Regions from separate parts of the Arachis hypogaea genome. Here region 2 is linked to region 1. Evidence: chromatin contacts called from public Hi-C data. All regions are on one chromosome and are shown on one strand. Each heading gives the region's core, a stretch centred on a gene start, on an enhancer-like site or on the middle of the called end of the contact. The rest is flanking DNA. Distances are from core to core; before and after follow the strand shown. Region 1 has its middle 12 kb from the start of LOC140184862. Region 2 holds the start of LOC112801046 (chaperone protein dnaJ 16).

Region 1 (3,407 bases), core at 511-3,010:
CAGGAAAATTGCTCATTTTGAACCCCTGAGAGCCGGCTTCACTGCGAGTTTAGTGGCGAAAGTCTTTATATTGCATCAGTGGTTAAGTTACACAAATTTCCCTCTATCATTGTTTCTGATCAAGACCCCCTCTCCCTCAGTCACTTCTGGCGTAGCCTCTTCGAGTTTAGCGGCACCCAATTACGTTATAGTACGGCGTACCATCCGTAGAGTGTTGGCCAGCCTGAAGTTACTAATCGTTTCCTTGAGAAATACCTACGTGCTTTCTCTCATTCGCAACGACAACAATGGGTTGTCTTTCTTCCCTGAGCTGAATTTTGCTATAATAGCTCATTTCACTCTGCAATATAGATGACACAGCCATGAGGCATTGCACGGTTTTGCCATGAACTTACTCCCGGGCTACTACCCTGGCGCTTCCCCTATGCTAGAAGTCAATCTCTTTTTGAGGACCGTGAGATATTGAATGATGAGCTGGGTTTCTACTTGCACCAAGCAAGAACCCGCATGAAGAAACAAGCAAACCGGCATCGTTGTGATAAGGAATTCAAATAAGGGAACTGGGTTTTGCTCAAGTTGAAGCCTTATTGTCAAATATCCCTCTTCCATAGGGAGCACCCAAAGCTCGACAGATGCTTCTTTGGCCCTTACCATATTCTGCACCGTGTTGGAAAGGTGGTATACCGCCTCGAGCTTCCTGTTGGCAGCAGGATTCACCCCGTCTTCCATATCTCCATGCTAAAGGAGTTTCATGGAGAACTGCCGGCTGCGACCCTGGTGGTGGCTGCAGCACCTGCAGCATTTCAACCCGCACTTACAGTGATTTTAGGGAGGCACTCTGTCTCGAGAGATGCGAAACAAGTAGAACAGGTCCTTGTGGATTGGGAAGGCTTACCACGGGAGGAGACAACTTGGGTGGACTTCGACCAGCTGTTGCATATGTTTTCAGAGTTGGACCTTGAGGGCAAGCCCTCCAAGCTCAGCCGCACAAACCAGCTTAATTGAAGAGATTGTAGAACTTGAAAATTTTTTTAAAGAAGTAGGCCTAGTTGGCAAGAAAGTGAGAAAGGCCCCCAATTGAATGAAAGACTATCATATGGAGAAGTAAAGGGGAAGCATTGTAAAAAAAAAAAAAACCAAATGAGTTAATTAGGATTTGAATATTCAAGAAGGGGTTATATTGTAATAGGTAGAAGAGAATGACAGTTAAAAAGAATAACAACTTGAGAGTGAGGAATCCTATTTCTCTGGATTCGAAGTGAAAAAAAGTGTGACCATCATATTTTACATTTTCTGAATTTTTCAATACATATTTTCATAAGTTTCTTTCTTCAATTATTGTGCATCATAATGCTATTGCTCACTAGACTAAGCAACAAAGTATTCGTTCAAGATAATAGTTATCTTATTTTATTTTATTTGTTTAGTTTTTTGTCTTTGTATTTATTTTATTCTAGCAACGTAAAGGTCACAAAAAAAAGAAGCAATGTAAAGGTCCCTCCGTGCATCATAGAATCATAGGACGAGGGTAATACTAATGTTAGTGGGCTTACAGTGGCTCTCACGAAGTGTCATTCTTTTTTCCATTTTTTATATTTTTAAAATAATACAAAATTATGTTGTAACAAGAATAAGCCCATTTGCTTCAAAAATCTAATCGGACATCTTTGTAGAAGTTTTGGACTTCGAAATAATTGTTCTTTTTTTTTGGTCAAAGGAAATATAACAGTTTAGTTATAATGAAACTTCTGTTACTTTTTGTTTCCTTTGTATAACACATATAAATGTCCGTGTCCAAAAAATAAAACACATATACATGTCATCCTAAAACCACTATAAATTTTTAATCCGGATAAATTTTGTTGGGGATAAAAAATTAAAAATGAAGTATACATTTTTATGTATAAATTTACTCTTATATTAATTTATTCATGCAAAATTTCATCCTAGTTTTACTCCTAATCAAATATATCCAAAGTTTTCAATTTATAAATTATAAGTTAAAAGACTCCTTTCCTCATTACTCCCCTGGCCTCTCCAACGAAAAAAAAAAAAAACAATGAAAAGAAAGAAAAGTTAATCGTAAGTGAATATGTGAACCCAGCCTAAGAATAAAGTGCAATTAGATAATCCATTTTTTTTGTTAGTATCAATTAATCTAATTACTTTTTTATTTTAAATACTAAATCTTAAAATTTAAGTCTTAAATCATAAATAGTAAATCCTGAATTCTAGTTCTAATACTTAAATCTTCAGAAGAAAATGAAGGTTAAAAACATATTTTTATAACAAAATTTAATTAATATTAACCAATTAAAAGTTGATCTCTATAGTCTATACTTATTCTTAGAATAATAATAGTTTTTCCCTCATAATTTATTACATACAGAAAAAACTCAAGACCCTTAAGCGAAGAGAATGAATGATTATTTTGTACATGTCTCACATGTTATTTTTTAAATTTAATATTTAAAGCTTACTTTTATATTTTATTAAAATAATCTATATAATAATAAGCTTGATAATTTAAATAAAACTAATTCAAGATTTATATAATAACAATTTAAAAAAATAAATTCAGTAACTTATTGATTAACAGCAGATTTTTAAATAAAATTTAAATCTGTAATAAATTAGTCTTTAATATATCAAACTAAGAGATACTATAAAAAATAAAAAAATAACAGTTATATAAAACTAATACAAATTATCAAAAAATAATAGTACACGTACACTTCAACCTGTTATAATTTTTATTCTATTTCAACAGTTACATATAAAATTAGCTGAAATTGAGATCCAGCAAGAAAGCTATTAATAAAAAGTAAAAAATGAGAAATCCTATCTTATTACTTTGCATCGAGTGATATATATATTATATTCTTTCTATATAGAGGAATCAAAGCTGAGACTGAATTGGTCAATTCAATGTGTGTACATATTAATTATATTTATATATAATAATAACCTGAAACCTATATCCACACACACCAATACCCAAGAAAACTAAGGCTGTGAATTGCGTATCGGAAATTAAATATATGATCATACTAAAAATAATGACAATGATTACCCAAGTGCATGCATTAATGCATATGCGTACCACACGTAACACAATTAAATATAGTTTGCTTATATTCTGTAATATTATCGATTCATTATTGGAATAAATAATGAAAATGATTCTTAACAACGCCACTCTTGTTTGTCTTGCAGTTTTTTTGTTTTATACAGATGTCACTCACTCTATTATATACTAATTAAATGTTTTATTCTGTATAAAATCCTTTAATAATCAACTTATTTTGGTCTTCATTATTTCTTTGATGAATAATATAATGCCTATGACTATTAGACAAGCTTTTGCACCTAATAGTTTGATACATGTGAAATATCAAATCAATACA
Region 2 (3,407 bases), core at 635-3,134, 99 kb before region 1:
TAATTCCAAAAGGCTTAATGGTTAATAATTTGAAAAAATGAGGTTCACCTCAAAACCAGCTGTGTCGAACTGACGACGCTTGTCAGGATCTGACAATATATTGTATGAAAAGGTAACCTCTTTGAACATATCAGCTGCCTTAGGATCATTAGCATTCTTGTCAGGATGATATCTGAAATGAAATAAATTTAACCAGTTAATTTAATAATCAATCCTTTTCATCTAAAAAGACGATGAAATAGGGAATTCAAGAAATCAGGTGGCCAAGAAAGGGCATGATTTATTATTTAATTCAAGACATCTCCGGGAAGTAAGTTTTTTGAAAACCATCCAGCTCATATCCAATGCATGAAAAACAATCAGACATCATGGGCAGAGATTAGCAATTCAACATCACCTTTGCAATGATATTTTGGGCTTATCTAGATGATCAATAAACAAGTTTCATGCCATGGAGATTTGACGAAGTCTTATGCTGACTATCAATTGCCTAACACAACCCTCCTCTATTATCTAGGCTTGAAAATCAACTATGCAAAGATTTGCCACAAAAGGTTCCCCCTATAACAGATAACGTTTCCCAATGTTGTATTCTATGATCTTTACCAGCCATTTCTCTTTTTTTTTCCCAGGTCAATATATATCATCTTAATTTGATTCTAGCACACGGATATTTTAGCGATTATAGAACAACCTTCTATTCACCAAATTCCACAAACACACTATATTAGTTAAAAAGACTACCACCAACAATGATCGATACTAAAATGAAAACATATTTGATCTTGAGTCAAATCTTCAAGAAGCAAAATAAACAAGACCACCCTCGCGAATATTGATTTCACCTAGACTTTGAAAAATCAAAGTAGAAGATTCGGCAAGCCGTTGCTCAAACGAATACTAGCCTTGACTACGTGTCCTCTGCTGAATCACTGTCTTCACATAGTTCTATTTTGTCTTAAGTCTCTCAGAGACTCTGAGAATTAAAACAAAACCAGTCTTCTATCAAACATCATTCAAAAAGTGAAGAAGTTCATTTCCCAACACATGGATCCCAGATTCAACAACATATTACTTCGGTCGAAAGGATATTAGTACTAACATGCTGAAACTAATTTCAAATTTCAAATTTCAAATTTCAAATTTCAAATGTCAAATAAATACATAAAATCCTGTAAAATATTTTTTAAAAAATGCATATAAAATTATAAATCCAAACTACATCAAACGAAATAGTATAAATATTGAACATTTTTGAATAAACAAATAAATAAATACGAAGCTAGTTGGAGAAGCAGAGTGAGGTAGGGGACTTTACTTGAGAGCCATTTTGCGGTAAGCGGTTTTGATTTCCTGATCGGTGGAGTTGCGGGAGACGCCGAGGACCTCGTATGGGTCCCGCCGGAGTGGCTTGGCGCCGCCGCCGTCGGCGTGCTTCTCCGACGACTTGGACCGATGCCCCGGCATACTTCTTCCTAATACTTTCAGTCAAACGGCGTCGTTTCGTCTTCTGCTTCTTACTATAGCAAACCCTAGAAATGAGGTTCCTCCACTACCTGGCTACCTTGGTGTTCGAGGAAGAAGCTGTCAGGTTTTGGCGCCGTGCAATGGTGGTGAGAATGGTGGTGGAGGTAGTGGTGGCGGGGGAGTCATTGAAGAAAAAGGAGGAGGTTGAAGGAGAGTTTCGAAATTGTGGTGATGAGATCCAGAAACCCCATGGACCCCTCCAACCTGGAACTTCCCACAGCTGAGAGAGAGAGAGAGAGAGAGAGAGAGAGAGAAAAGAAAATAAAAAAGAAAGAAAAAATTGAGAACAATGACAACACCAAGCCAACAACACAAGACAACAGGACCTGCCCGAAAGAAAGAAAGAAATTTCGCAAGGGAAATTTCATTTTACTAGACGTCTTCTATTATTATTATTATTATTATTATTATTATTATTATTATTATTATTATTATTATTATTGTCAACATTTTAATTTGTAAGCACCAACGCAGAGTATATACCGAAATGGATCTTTTCTAATTTTTTTAATACTTGATAAAATATAATGTAATTTTTTATTTTTAATTTTATAAGTAAGATCAAAAATAAATTAAAAAATAATAAATTATTAAATTAAACACTGCATATTATCCAATTTTAATTAAATGGAGGATCCACTCTCGAGTATATACCAATACTAGCAATAGCAGAAGACCCGTGCGTTTTTTATTTCTTGTTTCAACTTTCTTTTCTTGAGTCATCTTAGATTGTCATTTTATATATTAGTAGAAGTATTTTTTTGTTTAATTTTTTAATTAAAAATAAAAAATTTATTTATTTTATTATTATTTAAAATATATAAATATTTTTTAATTTTTCATAATTTATAAAAAAATTAATTAATACTAAATTTATATTCATTCTTTCTATTTTTATTTTTTAAAATATTTACTTTAAATATCAACATACCATAGCATTTCTTAGAATTAGCTAAAGAAATTCTGTTTTATACTCCATTATATTTTGTTCAACCTCGTAAATATGATAACAAATATAATTTAAAAATATAAATAACATAGTTAACAAAATAAACATAAAAAAATCATAATTAATATAATATATGTATATAAACAATTTTTTATTTATCGTGTTAAAATAATTTATTTTTAGTTAAAAAAATTATTTTATAAAATATAAATTGTCATTTTTCAATGCTAATAAGGAATCTATAAAAAAGAGAGGATTCAGTGCATAAAAAGATGAAGAACTTAAAGATTTGAAAAAATTATTATTTTGGTCTTTAATTTTTGTTTATTTACTTATTGAAAATAAAAGAAAAATAAATAAATATCTAAAATTTCTCATCAAACTTATTATTTTTCAAGATAAAAGAAACAAATATAGATAAAAATGTAAGGTTTCTTTTGTCCAACTTCAACTTGTTTCTATAAATGTTTTAACCCACTACCTTTTAATCTGAATATTAACTTAGATGAGAGAGAGAACCACACTTATTTTTTGCTTTACCTTTTATTTTTTTCGTTTTTGCTTTCTCTTTTATTCTTGAGTATTTACCATTTTGGTCCTCAAAAAATTTCGGACCAGACATTTTAGTTCCCAACTAAAATTAATTACTCGCTTAGTCCTTAACAATTAATTCCGTCAGCCATTTAGGTCCTTAACTCCGTCAACTCTAACGGAAGACAAAATAGTCCCTAACAACTCTAACCAGAAATAAAATGATCCCTAACAACTCTAACAAGGGACAAAATAATACATCACTCATTTGTTCGAAAACGACACTATTCTTCCCCGATTTTCATCATATCTCGCATAACCTTAACATTCATACTCTCCTTTTTCACCTTCACAGTCTTCTTTTCCATTTTTTCCTTCCTCCTCTTCAGTTCCGAGATCA

Evidence for each region. A called contact is a pair of places that touch in the nucleus more often than the background predicts.
Region 2: a contact with region 1 is called in a Hi-C map of leaf, with 3 times the contacts expected there. The contact joins the promoter of LOC112801046 here to the enhancer-like site in region 1. A contact is called at or near these places in 2 of 8 Hi-C or Micro-C datasets (both in leaf).

The regions. Positions count from the first base shown.
Region 1 is chr5:28,428,139-28,431,545 of arahy.Tifrunner.gnm2.J5K5, reverse strand. No RefSeq gene overlaps it. Among protein-coding and RNA genes, the nearest start is that of LOC140184862, 12 kb to the right of the region's middle. Within about 2 kb of position 1,760, at least 2 of the 3 cell types and tissues checked have open chromatin away from gene starts, as enhancers often do.
Region 2 is chr5:28,527,084-28,530,490 of arahy.Tifrunner.gnm2.J5K5, reverse strand. LOC112801046 (chaperone protein dnaJ 16) reads right to left here and starts at 1,884. Exons shown (of 11, transcript XM_025843573.3): 1 at 1,319-1,884; 2 at 49-172. The coding sequence starts at 1,467.